Linked DNA regions of Mus musculus: all the other regions are linked to region 3. Evidence: chromatin contacts called from public HiChIP or PLAC-seq and promoter capture Hi-C data. All regions are on one chromosome and are shown on one strand. Each heading gives the region's core, a stretch centred on a gene start, on an enhancer-like site or on the middle of the called end of the contact. The rest is flanking DNA. Distances are from core to core; before and after follow the strand shown.

Region 1 (4,385 bases), core at 1,211-3,710, 1.3 Mb before region 3:
GGACCACAAAGGGCTGAGCCTGCAGTCTGGTAGTGCTGGCTACCCACTCCTTGTTCTGTAGTCAGATGCATTTGTGTCCCTCCTCCAGACAGTCACATTCTGGGCCTAGCAGCCCTTCCTCCAAGGGGGACAAAGAAAGGGAAATGTGCCTCAATCAAGTGCCCTTTCTGAAGGCAACCACAAAGAAAATCCCACCTGAGAGCAGGCATGGCTAGGTGTGGCTTTGGTTAAAAACTGAGGTCCTGAACCAGGAACACTCAGCACCCGGAAAGGGTCCATACTGTGACCCTGGAGAGGTAACCAGGTGTCTTAGTCCGGGTTTCTATTGCTGCAACAAAACTATGACCACAAGCAAGTTGGGGAGGAAAGAGTTCATTTGGTTTACACTTCCAGGTTGTAGTCCTTCACTGAGAGAAGTCAGGACAGGAACTGGAGCAGGGCAGGAACCTGGGGGCAGGAGCTGATTGAGAGGCCATGAAGGGATGCTGCTTACTAGCTTGCTCAACCTGCATTCTCATAGAACCTAGGACCACCAGCCCAGGAATGACCCCACCCACAATGGGCTGGCCTTCCTCTATCAGTCACTAATTAAGAAAATGCTCTACAGCTGGATGTCTTAGAGGCATTTCCTCAACTGAGGCTCCTTTCTCTCTGATGACCCTAGCTTATATCAAGTTGACACAAAACCAGCCAGGCATGCATGCGAGAAAGGCAATGAATTGCAGTCCAGAAACTGGTGTTCGGGGCACTCGAACTGGGTGATAACCCATCATCCACACCACCTCTGCTGACAGAAAAACATTCTCCCAGAAACAGGATAACCCATTTACGTTCCTCCTAGGCTGGAAACTGAGCTAGCGGGTCCTTCCCTGCACCCCTCTAGCCCATGCCACAGGGCCTGGCTGGTTCTGGGAGCTCTGTAGCCTACGATATCAAGTCCTAGAGACATAACATTTAACCCTCCCTGTGGTATTAGAAACATGACAGACAAGTCACTTTCAGTTCAAAGGAACTGGGGGAAAGGCTGTGTTACGGCGAGCAGAGATCAGAACTCTGCAGTGGTCTGAGGTGAGAGAGTCACGTCTGCCCAAGGGCTTCTTCTAAGTAAATGGGCCTGTATGGCACTGGATTGATGTCACTCCTGTTGCTGCTGACCTGTGTCTCTGGTATCCTGTCCCCTGACTGGAGTCCAAGGCAGATCCTTCGGCTTGTGTCAGCATGTCCGACGTGGTGAAGCCCTTGTGGGAAAAGCTCAGATGACATCCTTCACAGCCCAGGGTCAACACCAGCCCTTCCTGGGTTCCTGGGAATCTTTTCCCATGATGCAGAGAAATGCAGATGACAAAGAATCCTGTGAGAAAAAACAAACAAACAAACAAACAAAAAACCATGGGCCATGTGAGACCCATCCTTCTGTTGGGGGTCGCAAATGACCACAAGCTAAATATTCCTTGCTGGGAAGGGTATGTACTCCACCTCTCAGGGAGGCAGCTGTGGTGAACCAGGCAACTTCCCAGTGAGATGCCTGGCTCAGTGGTTCAGTTAACCCTTTATGTCACCGAGAAGCCACCAGTGGAGCTTCCTGCAGTCAGGGCAGGGCCTATAGCAATCCCTGGATCCTTGGCCTCAGCAAGATCTTTCAGTTCTGCCTGGGCTGGTTTCTGGATCCATTAGCCCCCAGGAACCCAGATGCTCTCTGTGCGTATTGGGGGTGCAGTATTGATTCCAGATGGTGGCCTCAGGTAGCGCCACACCTATCTTGCTCCTGCCTTCTGATCCCAGGCTCAGCCTCCAAAGCAGCCCGCCTCTTCCCATACTCTATGGGATGACAGCAATAGACACCTGCTTGTCTGTGCACATTGTAAGTGTGTACACACCTGTGTGTGCATATGGTGTTGGGAAGATGAGTGTTTCACCTAAAGTGAATATTTGGGGGTGGGTGGGTTGGGGGACAGATCCCTGGAGATGTTTGAGACATGAAACTTCCGCTAGAAAAGCTGGTCGCTTGAAATTCAAATGTAACCATGCGTCCTGTATTTCTTTCAGCCACACTGGAGTCCCTAGGACCCCCCAACCCCATCTCATCCCAATCCAGGTCAATTCTTCGTGGTTTCTGAAGGGGTACTCGCCGGGGTTGACCTGGGACCTTTTCAGAGAGTCTATGGTCAGTTCAGGAAAAGAACGAGGTATTTTAAAAGAAGGTGATCACATGCTTTCACATTTCAGCTTCAGATCCGTATGCGGTCAGTCTTATGACATGGAAGGAGACTTTGATTATTCCAGAACACAAACCCTGTCCTGTGGGCCAGCTGCACAGGAGCCTGTGAGCATGGCGCCCCCTGGAGGCCATCTCAGAAACATTCCACTCCAAGCTCTGAGCCTGTTCTCCAAGCAGCCTGGGACCGGCTGTCTCACCCCAGGCCCTTCTAGATTTCCTGTTAAAGCTGCCACACCCGCATCAGCTGTGGTGGCGTGGAGGGACTTCCACCTTGACAGGCTTTGCCAAGTCAGCTCAACACGCTCCCAGAATTCTCCCTTTTCATGTCCAAGGTAACATGTTTAGTTAAGCTCTTTAAAAGTCCGATAGGGATGTGTGTGTTTGAGGACAAACATGGGTGACATTAGAAGTCTGCGCCCCCCTCCTTTGTAGGAGCAGGGATGGCACTTCCCAAAGGAAATGTGTCTACCAGGGCATGTTTAGAGGGACAAGGGGCAGCATGACTTCTAGAACCTCTGAATCCCAGCTCTGTGTGGTCACATGACGCCACTCTCCTTGGGTTTGAATCCAGCCAGAAGACTCCAGCCCTGTCAGTGAGGTACTGCTCAGTCCCTGGGACACCCGGGTACTCTGCAGGCACAAGCGGGAGGGCAATGCTGCCATCTGGGACGGAGGACTTAGGGCAGATGTCAGTCTGGGAGATGTGAGGAGAAGGCAGACTGTGAGCCATCACCCCCTACACCCCAGTACTTATGCTGGCCACGGTCCAGGAAACAGGAAGTGACTCTAGGATCAGTTATAAGCCACTTCCGAGGCTTTGCGGGGCTCGGGGATGTATGAACAGTGCAAAACACAGGCGGACCATTCCGTGGCAGAGAAGAATGCAGGAAAACACACTGGCACGATGAACTGTGGCCTTGAGACTTTAAATTATGAGCACCTGCCTGTGTCCATGTTGGGACAGCTCAATGGATGATGGTAAGCTACTCTGGGCTCTGCCTTCTAGGAGAATGAATTTGGGTTGCGCTAGCATTTCAGAGTACAGGCAGGGGCATCTGCGAGGCTCAAGGAGTAATTATTAGTCAGATGTGGTGTCCATGGATGGACAGCAGGGGGCGCCAGATACCTCTGACTCATTCCCAATCCTGGCGTTCGTTACCACAGGGTCCTTTTCAAGCTGACTGCCACGGGAGATAACAAGGGGCCTCTGTCCAGCAGAGTGGCCTTATACATCTAAGCATCTCTTGAATCCAAGCAGACAGACTGTTAAGACCTTGGAGGTTCCCTCCGAGTTTCTGTGTGGGGCGGGATATTATGCACTGGATATCATGCAGGCTTCTGAGCAGTCACTGGGCAGGTTTCAAGTTTGCCCATCCTATATGGTATTGTTCCTGGGCCCGACCTTTGGGAGCTTTTGAGAATTCGAACTCTTCCCTGCCCTCAAGCATTGAATTTTAGAAGGAATCCTAGCAATTATTAAAGGATGGAATCCAGTGTTTTGGGATTCCCATCAAATGTAGGAATGCAAGGGCCCTGGGGAAGGCATTTACCATTAAAAAAAATGACATTTACTTATTGTGTATGTGTTTGCAGTGTGTTCCAGGTGTGTATGTGTAGGTCAGAGAACAACTTGTGGGAGTTCGTTCTCTCCTTCCAGCATGTGAGATGTGGGGATCGAACTCGGTTTAGCAGCAAGCACTTCTACCTGTTCAGCCATTTTAATGGTCCCTCTTGAAGGCAGAGTGGTCTGCAGGAGAACAGGGAGACAGATGGGTGAGGTGCAAAGGAGATGTGTTCTGGGTGGGCGGGGGCAGGGGGTGTCTCTGTCCAGGCCAATGAGATAAGGTGTCTGAAGGATCCAGGCAGAGAGGAAGTGTGTAGGGGTGGAGATGTGGTGCAGGAAAGAACGTGTGTCCCAGGAGGTTTGGAGGACCTGGGAGATCAGGACCTGGGAGATCAACTGACCACTATAAGCCAGGGTAAGTAACAGAGAGTTGCTGATGGTGGGGCTGTTTTTATTTAAAGCTTTCTTACATAAAATAATAAATGAAGGAAAGTACACACCCACAAAGGGAGGAGAAAGCAAATGAATACCCATAGTTTCCTCTCCCGGGCTCACGGCTGCTGGTTGGCAAATTCTTATATTAGGTAAGCAGTCTCAAACCAG
Region 2 (4,265 bases), core at 1,507-4,006, 1.4 Mb before region 3:
GCTATTTCTGGTCCCTAAGACTCAGGGGCAGGAAAGGACATCCATTTGCCCATGAGCCACTCTTCCTCTCTCCTAATCACCCAATGACTCCAGTTGAACCTCAGCAGGCACCTATCTCCTGGGGTATTCCCATATTTCTTATAAGTAGGAGCTCTTTGGAACTAAGGGATTACATAGGAGCTCCAGGGAGGACTGCGCCATTAGGGGCCACCAGAGGGCGCCTGGTCCTCAGAGTCCAGGTCTGGTGGCACAGAACCAGACAGGACCCTGAGCTTGGCTGCCCTTTGGGCTACTGCTATCTTAGGAGGTCACCCTGTTTCTCACTCCACATGCTAATACTCTCTTTAGTGCCCTGGGGCTTGGAGGTATTCTCCCACTCTGAGGGCTGTGAGGTGCAGCCCATGGGGTTCCAGAAAAGTGTGGCACCAGTTCTGAGGTGCACCAATAGGGATGATGGGAAAACATAGGCCCCAGCCTTGCATGTCAATAAATAGGGTGTCTCTGAACAAACACTGGGCCCCAACCAGTATGACTGCTGTAATTCTGCAGGGTGCCTACACACCCCAGCTGGATGGGCATCTACGGCTGTCCTCACAGACATCAAAGCCTTTTGCTTGTCTTGTTCCTAATCCCCCACATTCCCCAACTGCAGGGTAGTAAGAACCAGGCTCTCTGGAAGGACCACACCTCTGCTTCTTTATTTTGCCCTCTCACTGCCCTTGTCACTGCCTACATTGCCAGTCCCTGCCTACTCGGGCACAGTAGCTGTGGGTGGGTACAAGCTCAAGAAGGTCTCCAAGAAGGCATTAAGATGGGTGGCATATCCATGCCAAGGTAAGATGTAGGCTGGAAGGCCTCAGGCTGGTATGTGTGCGGAGCAGGGTACGTCTGGCAGGGATAAGAGATACACAAGGATGTCAGGGTATATGTTCCTATTTCTGTGTGTTTGGAGGTGGGTAGAGTGAGCAGGGTACCAACCAAACTATACCTGCTGCTGCCAGGCACCGGGTGACAGTGCCCAGAGAACTGTAGGAGGTGGCTTTGGCAATGGCAGGGCTGTATGTAGAGAGAGGCATAGAAAGGCCTGTTCTGAGGGCATTTGAGAGGGAGATAGTCAAGAGACTCAGGCCACACAATGTGTCTTGTGGGTTCTGTCTCTCCCCAGAAACAGGGTTCTCCATGGCTGGCTATCTACTGCCATTCCCAAGCAAGTTGGGGCCACAGGCCACCCCTCTGGGCAATACTCTTACTTTCCTCATTCAGAGTGCCTACGACACCAGTTGAGTTTGGTCTCTAGTCTGCAAGCCCCCTCAGTTTCAGAAGAATCCCACAGCAGGAATTCCCTGCTCACCAAGGCCCTGGTGTTACACTTATCCAGGAAAGCTCCCCACACATTTAAGAGCAAAGCCTGGGGCTTGGGAGGTCCTTGGGACATTGCATAGGCACTCCAAGCTCATAAAGATTCGGTTCCCAGAGCTCCTGAGGCAGCAGGGAAGGGAAGGGAGGGGAAGGGCTGCTCTCAGCAGCTGCAGGGCCGAGGCCGCCGCCAGGAGGGCCGCTCTTCTTACAAAGAGATGACAAGGCCCCTGGGCGGGATCCAAGACGCCGACCACCTGCAGCTGGGCTCGCAGCTCCAGGCGGCCCGGAGCGCCCGGTCAGACCACGAGTGTGCTAGGATAGGGGCGCTGGCGGGCACAAGTTCCTAGGTAGGAATCCCCTCGAGCCCTGGGGTCCCCTGAATCGCGCAGCGGGCTCACATTTCCTTAGAACCCAGGCTTGAAGTGTAGGATCTCCCCCATAAATCCCACCTAGGCGGCTCCTGCTGTGGATCCGCGTAAATTCCTAAGCAGAACCCTTGACGCCTCTGGGAGAGATCCGCATAGAGAAGTTCCTAGCCCACTGCAACCGGGATATGCGACCCAATAGACCGTCCCAGAGCTACCGCTTGCTTCGCCGCAAGGGCGGCAGGCACGCTGTCCCGGAGCTGGGATTGCTGCCCCGCCAGCACAGTGGGCCAAGCCGGGGACCAAAGACGCCCAGCAACAACCCTAACCCAAAGGGAGCGCAGATTGCTATGGGGAAGGGACTCTAGAGCGTAGTGGCTGGGAACTGGGCAGCAACAGAGCGGATCGGAGCTCGGGGGCGAGGGCCGTGGGGTATAGACCAGTTGAGGAGCAGGAGGCCACTCCAAGTCCAGGCGGCGGGTTCTGGCGCCCGGGGCTAGCTGCGGCGCGGGTAGGGGCCCAGATCAGACCTCCCGAGTGCTAGGGTCCGGTGCCCCCGGACGCAGCGCCCTTACTCACCCGAGATCTCTGCCTGAGGCACATCGCTCAGGCTAAAGCCCTTAGCCCCGTAGATCTGGCGGACTTCGCTGCAGCTCCGGCTCTTGCTGGCGGGGTCCCCGCGGGCGCAGACGACCAGCGCGGCGGCCGCGCACAGCAGCCACCAGCCTCGGGTCCGGAGTTCCATGGCGGGGCCCGAGGCTCCCTGGCCGCCGGTGCGCGCCTCCCTCGGTCCCGGCCGGCCCGCTCAGCCCAGTGTGCGCGAAGGGCAGAGCCAAGGTCCCAGCGCGCGACGCTCGTGGTCCAGAGGCGGTGGCAGTCGAGGAGGCGGAGACAACAAAAGCCGGCTGCGGCTGCGGCGCGGGGAGCTAGGCGCGAGGCGCGAGGTCCGGCCGCTCAGTCGGGCCGCCTAGAGCGCGGCGGGCGAACGCGCAGCCCCGGCTCGGCGCCTCCCCCGCCGCCCGCCCGGCCCCACGGCGGCCGCGGAGAGGGGCAGGGAGGGGCGGGGAGCGCGGGCGGGAAGAGGGGAGCGCCCGGGCGGGGCGGGGCGGGGCGAGGCGGGGCACGATCGGGGCGCACCGGGCGCCCCTTCGCTCTCCGGAGGGAGAGGAGGGAATGTTCTCTCAGCCCAGGCGATGTGCTCCGTTGCCTGGGTGAGATGGGAGGCGGCGGGGAGAGCCTGGAGTGCAAAGGCCGAGTCCGGGGTCCCCTAAGGTGTCCCCCCCAGCCCAGCACCCAGGGCGGCGGCACCACCTGTGGGGGCGGGGGCAGGGCGGGGGGGGGGGGCAGCTGAGGCAGGGCTTCCCTCGCCGGACGTGACATCACGTCCTCCGCTGGCCAATCAGGAGCTTCCCCGCCCCCAGCCGAATTCGGCATCTCTTTGCTCCTTTCCATCCTTCACCTTACCGGCTTGCTCTCTTAGCGCTTCTACTACTCAGTCCTGGTCCGGTCACTTCCCTACTCACCTGCTGCCCCCCACCCCCCAGCAACAACTCCTACATCCATACGCCCTTTCTAGCCGCCCCTGAGCGGCTCCAGTTCTCGTCTGACGTGTTTTGGAGGAGGATGAGGGGGCTGAAAACTGGCCAAAAAAAAAAAAAAAAAAACTAGCCTTCATCAGCTCAGATGACTTCAGTTGATGCAGATTGCCAGCGACTGTTACGGTCCCTCTTCGTGACTATTTAGGTGCTAGAGCAATGGGGCAGAGGCAGGTCTGTAGGCTTGGGTGCAGCGTGGTAGGTGACCTCTGGCAAAAGGAATAGAGCGAGGAGTTAATGTTGGGCAGCTCAACTCCAGGCCAGGTGTGGCAGACCACCAACTGTCACGCAGCTGCAGGGATGATTGTGGGGAGAAGGGACCCTACCTGGGACCTACCTGGGAGCTGGTGATGGTGCTGGGTCTGGAGTTTCTTGCTTAGCTGCTGCCGGGCAGCACTATCCCTCCTGCTGTTCCCTTTATCCTATGAAGAGGCCATCATAGCTGAGGTTAGACTGAATCTAGATACCTAATCTGGGAATGGGAAGAAAGCGAGATGTGGTTTATGGTTGAGAGTCATAGATTACCACTATGTGTCAATAGAGTGCAGCGCTCTTGGATTCAGCTGAATCAGGGCTTTGCAGGTTTGTGGCAAAACCCCCAATCACCCATGCCTCAGGATGTCCTCCCGTCAGGGGTTCTGTCCACCTTAGGGGGTGGGTTTCCTGTCCTAACTCCTAGGAAAGTGATCCAATTAATCTCTGCAGTCATTGCTTGAGAGTAACAATGGAAAACCAATCTATCGGAGCAGATATCCTCACATCCCTCTACTGTAACACTGCTCCTGACTCACGGACCCCTGTCCACTGCATGTCCTGGCCAGGACAGCTTGGATCCCTGTCACTTTTAATAGAGGACTTGCAATGGCCAGGGCTCCTACTTGCTTTCTGTGCTCCCCATGTGTTCTGGCCTCTCAACATGCCATCACCACTGAATGCCTCTTTGTAA
Region 3 (4,152 bases), core at 1,104-3,603:
TCATGCACTTGTCTGTAATTAGAATTTGACTTCAAAGTTTAACCACACACATGTTAGAATGGTTAAACTCCAGAGGACTGAGAACAAATGTTGGCATGCTGGCATGCTGGCACAGATACAAAGAGCAGGCACTCCCAGGATGGGTGGGAAGGTAAAATGGAACAACCACATTGGAACACACTGATAATTTCTTCCAAAACTAAATATGCTTTCATTATATAACCAAACAAACATACTCTTCTCGTCTAGTCAAAGAAGCAGAAAACTTAAGTCCACACCAGTGTCTGCACACGGGCATTGTGACGCCGGCCATTGCCTGGCAACTTGACTGGATTAACAGATGTCTACAGAATTAGTAAAATGCATAGTTGGGGGAGGGCAGGAGAGTGTGTGCTTTCTGAAACAATTAGATCACAAGATTCTGACCTAGTGAAAGTTTTAACTCATTGGCAGGTTTAACATTTTAATAGATTGTTGGCAGGTGGTAGGATGGTGGGAAGTGGATACTGAAGAAAGTAGGTGACTGAGAACTTGTCATTTTGGATTATGTTATCCTGGTCCCTTTCTGATGTCCTTCCACTCTGTTTCCTATACATCATGAACTGAAGACCCTCCCCTATCACATACTCCTATTGCCATGCTTTCTGCCCAAGTATCTTAAGTCAAGCAACAGACTAAGGAAAAGATTTGTAGGAGAGAAAATGAAATCTGTCAGGGAGTTGAGGTACTGTGATTACCCATAACCCGTTCTTGGCACTTAGTGGAACCCAGAGATCTATTGGTGGTAGGAAAATTAACGAGTCATGTCCAAAGGTGCAGCAGTTCAAGCCTGGTGTGCATGGAGATTATGAAGGGAAAGAGAACAGAAGAGAACTTAGGGTCAGGTCAGAATTCCAATTGCCAGGGGTGGTGACAGAGATTTATATATAGTCCTAGCACTGGGGAGGTAGAGGCATTGTGAGTTCAAGTCCAGCCTGGCCTACTGAGCAAGTTCTTGTCTCCACAAAAGATTTTATTTAGCAGCCAGAAGTTGAGCTGTAAACCAGGTAGAGATGGAGTAATGATTAGAGATGTCCATACATATGAGGGAAAGACAGGCCACATGGCAAACACTGCCAGAATTCATGTGGAATGGTGGCCGACGAGTCTATTTGCAGGAGTGGGAAATCAAGTTTAGTGTGGTGATTTGAATATGCTTGGCCCTCAGAGTGGCACTATTAGGAGGTGTGGCCTTGTTGGAAGAGGTGTGATCTAATTGGTGGAAGTGTGTCACTTTAGGGGTGGGCTTCAAGACCCTCCTCCTACCTGCCTGAGGAAAGTCTGCTCCTGGCTTCCTTTGGATGAAAATGTAGAACTCTCAGGTCCTCCAACGCCGTGCCTACTTGAATGCTGCCATGCTTCCTGCCATGATGATAAAGGACTGTATCTCTAAACCTGTAAGCTAGCCCCAATTGTTGTCTTTTATAAGAGTTTCCTAGGTCATGGAGTCTGTTCACAGCAATGGAAACCCTAAGACACTTAGCAAGAGCTGCTTTAAAAACATAGTGATATCAAGTTGGGATGGGCTGAGAAGTGTATGAGATATATGGACAAAAGACAAAGTGCTGTTATTTCAAAATCCTACATCTGTCAAGGAAGAGACAGTTCTGTCTGAGTGCAGTAAAAACTTCAAACAGTGGCTTGGAGGTCAGCTGGGTGGATCCACCTATTGCAGCTAGAGAATATCTGGTCTACATTTGCAAGGAAGCAATGACTTGTTACCTACTGCACCAAGAAGTCCACACAACACTGGCAAAAAAACCAAAAACAACAACAAACAAAAAAAACAGGTAAGGTGGTGTTGGAAAGGGCTGGTAGGATTGGGGTGTGTAGTCAATAAATTTGGGTACCTTTAAGGAAGTGAAGTCTTTGTGGATTGTATGGTAGGAAGAGGAATTAATTCCATGAGTGGCTCTTTTCTGAGACCAGGGAAAATACACAACACAACTTTGTAATTGGTAAAGCGTCATAAATTTGGTGGCTGAGATGAGGGATGTTTGTCACTTTTGTGGCTTGGCCAGTGATGGTGTTTTTTTCTGGTCTCTATCCCAGTGGGACAGCTGAGACCCCGCTGGGCGCCATCCTGCTCCCGGGCGGTCAGAAGGTGCTTTGCCTGCTCGGTCACACAGGGAACAGTGGACAGGTGCAGACCCGCCTCTCCGGCCAAAAGCCTGTCTGGATGTCAGGCTCGGCGCCACTCCTCCCTTCTTTCCGGGGAAACGCCATAACAATTTATCACGGGACCTAATGCCCAGGCCAAGAGCGCCCGTGCGCTTGCGCAGCCCACCCCCGCCCCGCCCCCGCGCGTAGCACTCTGGGGCGGCGGCTGGGCGGCGCGCGATTGGCAGGGTCTCCCGCGGTGAGTGACGGCGCCGCCGCCGCCGCCGCCGCCCAGGGTAGCGCGGAGCCTCCGCTCCACTGCCCCGCCGCCATGGACCTCTTCGGGGACCTGCCGGAGCCCGAGCGCGCGCCGCGGCCATCTGCCGGTAAGCGGCGCGGGGGAAAAGGGCGGCGCCGGGATGCGCTGCCTCCGCCATCTTCGCGCCACCGCCGCCTCAGTCTCGGCCTGTGGCTCCCGAGGCCGCAGCGACCGCGCGGTCCCTGTCCAGGCCTCGCGTGGCACACGCACGAAGTCCCGCGCCGAAGGGTCGGGGCACTCTGGCTTTAATTTGGCTACAGCAAGACTCCCAGCGGAATGTCCTGGTCCCGGGCCTGTTTGCGTCCTGGAAACCCCGAGAACTTAACAAGTTTCCGACTTCCAGCCCCTTGGTGCGGGGCGCCTGCACAGCCAATGCAGGGCGCTACGGCTAGATAACCGAGGCCGGGGATGGGGGGTGGCGTCTGCAGCCCACGTTTTGGGAAGGTCTTTGGCACGGAATAGGAAGGTGAAGAGGACCCAGCCTTTGCCTTCAGAGAGTTCAGTTCTGATCGCAGAGGCATAGGTTAAAAACCGTGGGAAACGCCAAGCGTCCGGAGTAACGGTACCCGAAGACTAGTGAGAAAGACCTGGGAAGGAGGCGGCCTTTAGCGAGGGCTTCGGCTGATGGTTTCCAGAGATTCTAGGCAAGGAAACAATGTTCAAAAGTGGGAGGGCTCAGATCTCCAGCTTGGCAGAGCGGGACGGGCTAGCATGGAAGAATGCTGGAGCTTGGGGTTATGAGAAGGTATTGACCTGTCCTCTTCACACCTGTGCTTTGGTTTTTAACCTGCGCACCTCCAGACTCCTGAGATGCTTTGTAGTGTCCTCTTTTTGCAGTTGTTCCTGGTAGTGGCACCGTTACGTACCCCCACCAACCACTCTGATGGTACAGAAGCTTCTAAGTAACTAGGCCTTGAGACTGAGTTTGATTCAGCCATGCTTTTTGAAGATAACCACCGTTACAGTTGTGAGTAAAGCTGGCCTCATACAGGCAGCCTTGCATCTGTCACTGGAGTATAACCTGTGTCTGAATGTGCTCGGACCAGAGTTTGGATTGCCAGATGTGCCTAGAAATCTGTCATCATTAGTAGTCCCTATTGCTTTTTATCCAAAGTTATTTTGGGTCTTCTCCGTGGTCAAGGCTCTCTTGACATGACCTAAAACCTTAAACTCAACTTGGGACTTAGCAGATACATGCGTTCCCCATGCCCCTTCCCTCCCTCCCTCTCTCCCCCTCTCCCCCCCAAACATATTGAGTAATCTGAAATAAACTCACTCCTATCCACTACAGGGGGTGGGGGAGACACAAAAACACATTCCAAGAATAATTATGTGTTTTGAAGAAACTGAGGTCACAAGACTCTTGTCTTGTTTTCTCACAGGCACTTAGAATTCTCCTCACAGGACTCCATTCTCAGACCATGTTCCGACACCATACTTTGCTTTAGTAAATGGTGTTGGTTGTTATGTAGTCATAAGAATAAGACTAAATTGCATACTGACCCTGCTCATGCATGGGTAAGTATAACAAATTTTCCAAAATAGTACTGGGAGCAATTAAGAAATAAGTCTAGTCATTTTCACATACTATAGGAAGATGTGTGGACAATGGAAACTGCTGTGTCTTCAGATCAAGCTTTGCACTGCCTTTGACCTTCAGGAACCGCTGGCAAATGTGTGTAATAAGTGATGCC

Evidence for each region. Promoter capture Hi-C pulls out the DNA fragments that hold promoters and counts their contacts. HiChIP or PLAC-seq counts read pairs in DNA pulled down with a chosen protein or histone mark.
Region 1: a contact with region 3 is called in an H3K27ac HiChIP or PLAC-seq map of regulatory T cells, with 10 times the contacts expected there. The contact joins the promoter of Otos here to the promoter of Ilkap in region 3. A contact is called at or near these places in 3 of 39 promoter capture datasets (hippocampal neurons, liver and pre-B cells), 6 of 115 datasets of contacts at active chromatin or transcription factors (astrocytes, double positive thymocytes, embryonic forebrain and 3 more) and 2 of 9 other capture datasets (embryonic stem cells and liver).
Region 2: a contact with region 3 is called in a promoter capture Hi-C map of embryonic stem cells, with 4 times the contacts expected there. The contact joins the promoter of Gpc1 here to the promoter of Ilkap in region 3. A contact is called at or near these places in 3 of 39 promoter capture datasets (embryonic stem cells, hippocampal neurons and liver), 2 of 484 Hi-C or Micro-C datasets (CD4 T cells and embryonic stem cells) and 1 of 9 other capture datasets (embryonic stem cells).

What each region holds. Positions count from the first base shown.
Region 1 is chr1:92,646,916-92,651,300 of GRCm38.p6, reverse strand. Otos (otospiralin) reads left to right here and starts at 2,460. Exons shown (of 5, transcript NM_153114.2): 1 at 2,460-2,550.
Region 2 is chr1:92,830,136-92,834,400 of GRCm38.p6, reverse strand. It overlaps Gpc1 (glypican 1), which reads right to left and starts at 2,756. Exons shown (of 9, transcript NM_016696.5): 1 at 2,304-2,756. The coding sequence starts at 2,469. Gm29481 (a long non-coding RNA gene) reads left to right here. Exons shown (of 3, transcript XR_003947946.1): 1 at 1-1,706.
Region 3 is chr1:91,397,024-91,401,175 of GRCm38.p6, reverse strand. It overlaps Ilkap (integrin-linked kinase-associated serine/threonine phosphatase 2C), which reads left to right and starts at 2,353. Exons shown (of 12, transcript NM_023343.3): 1 at 2,353-2,525. The coding sequence starts at 2,471.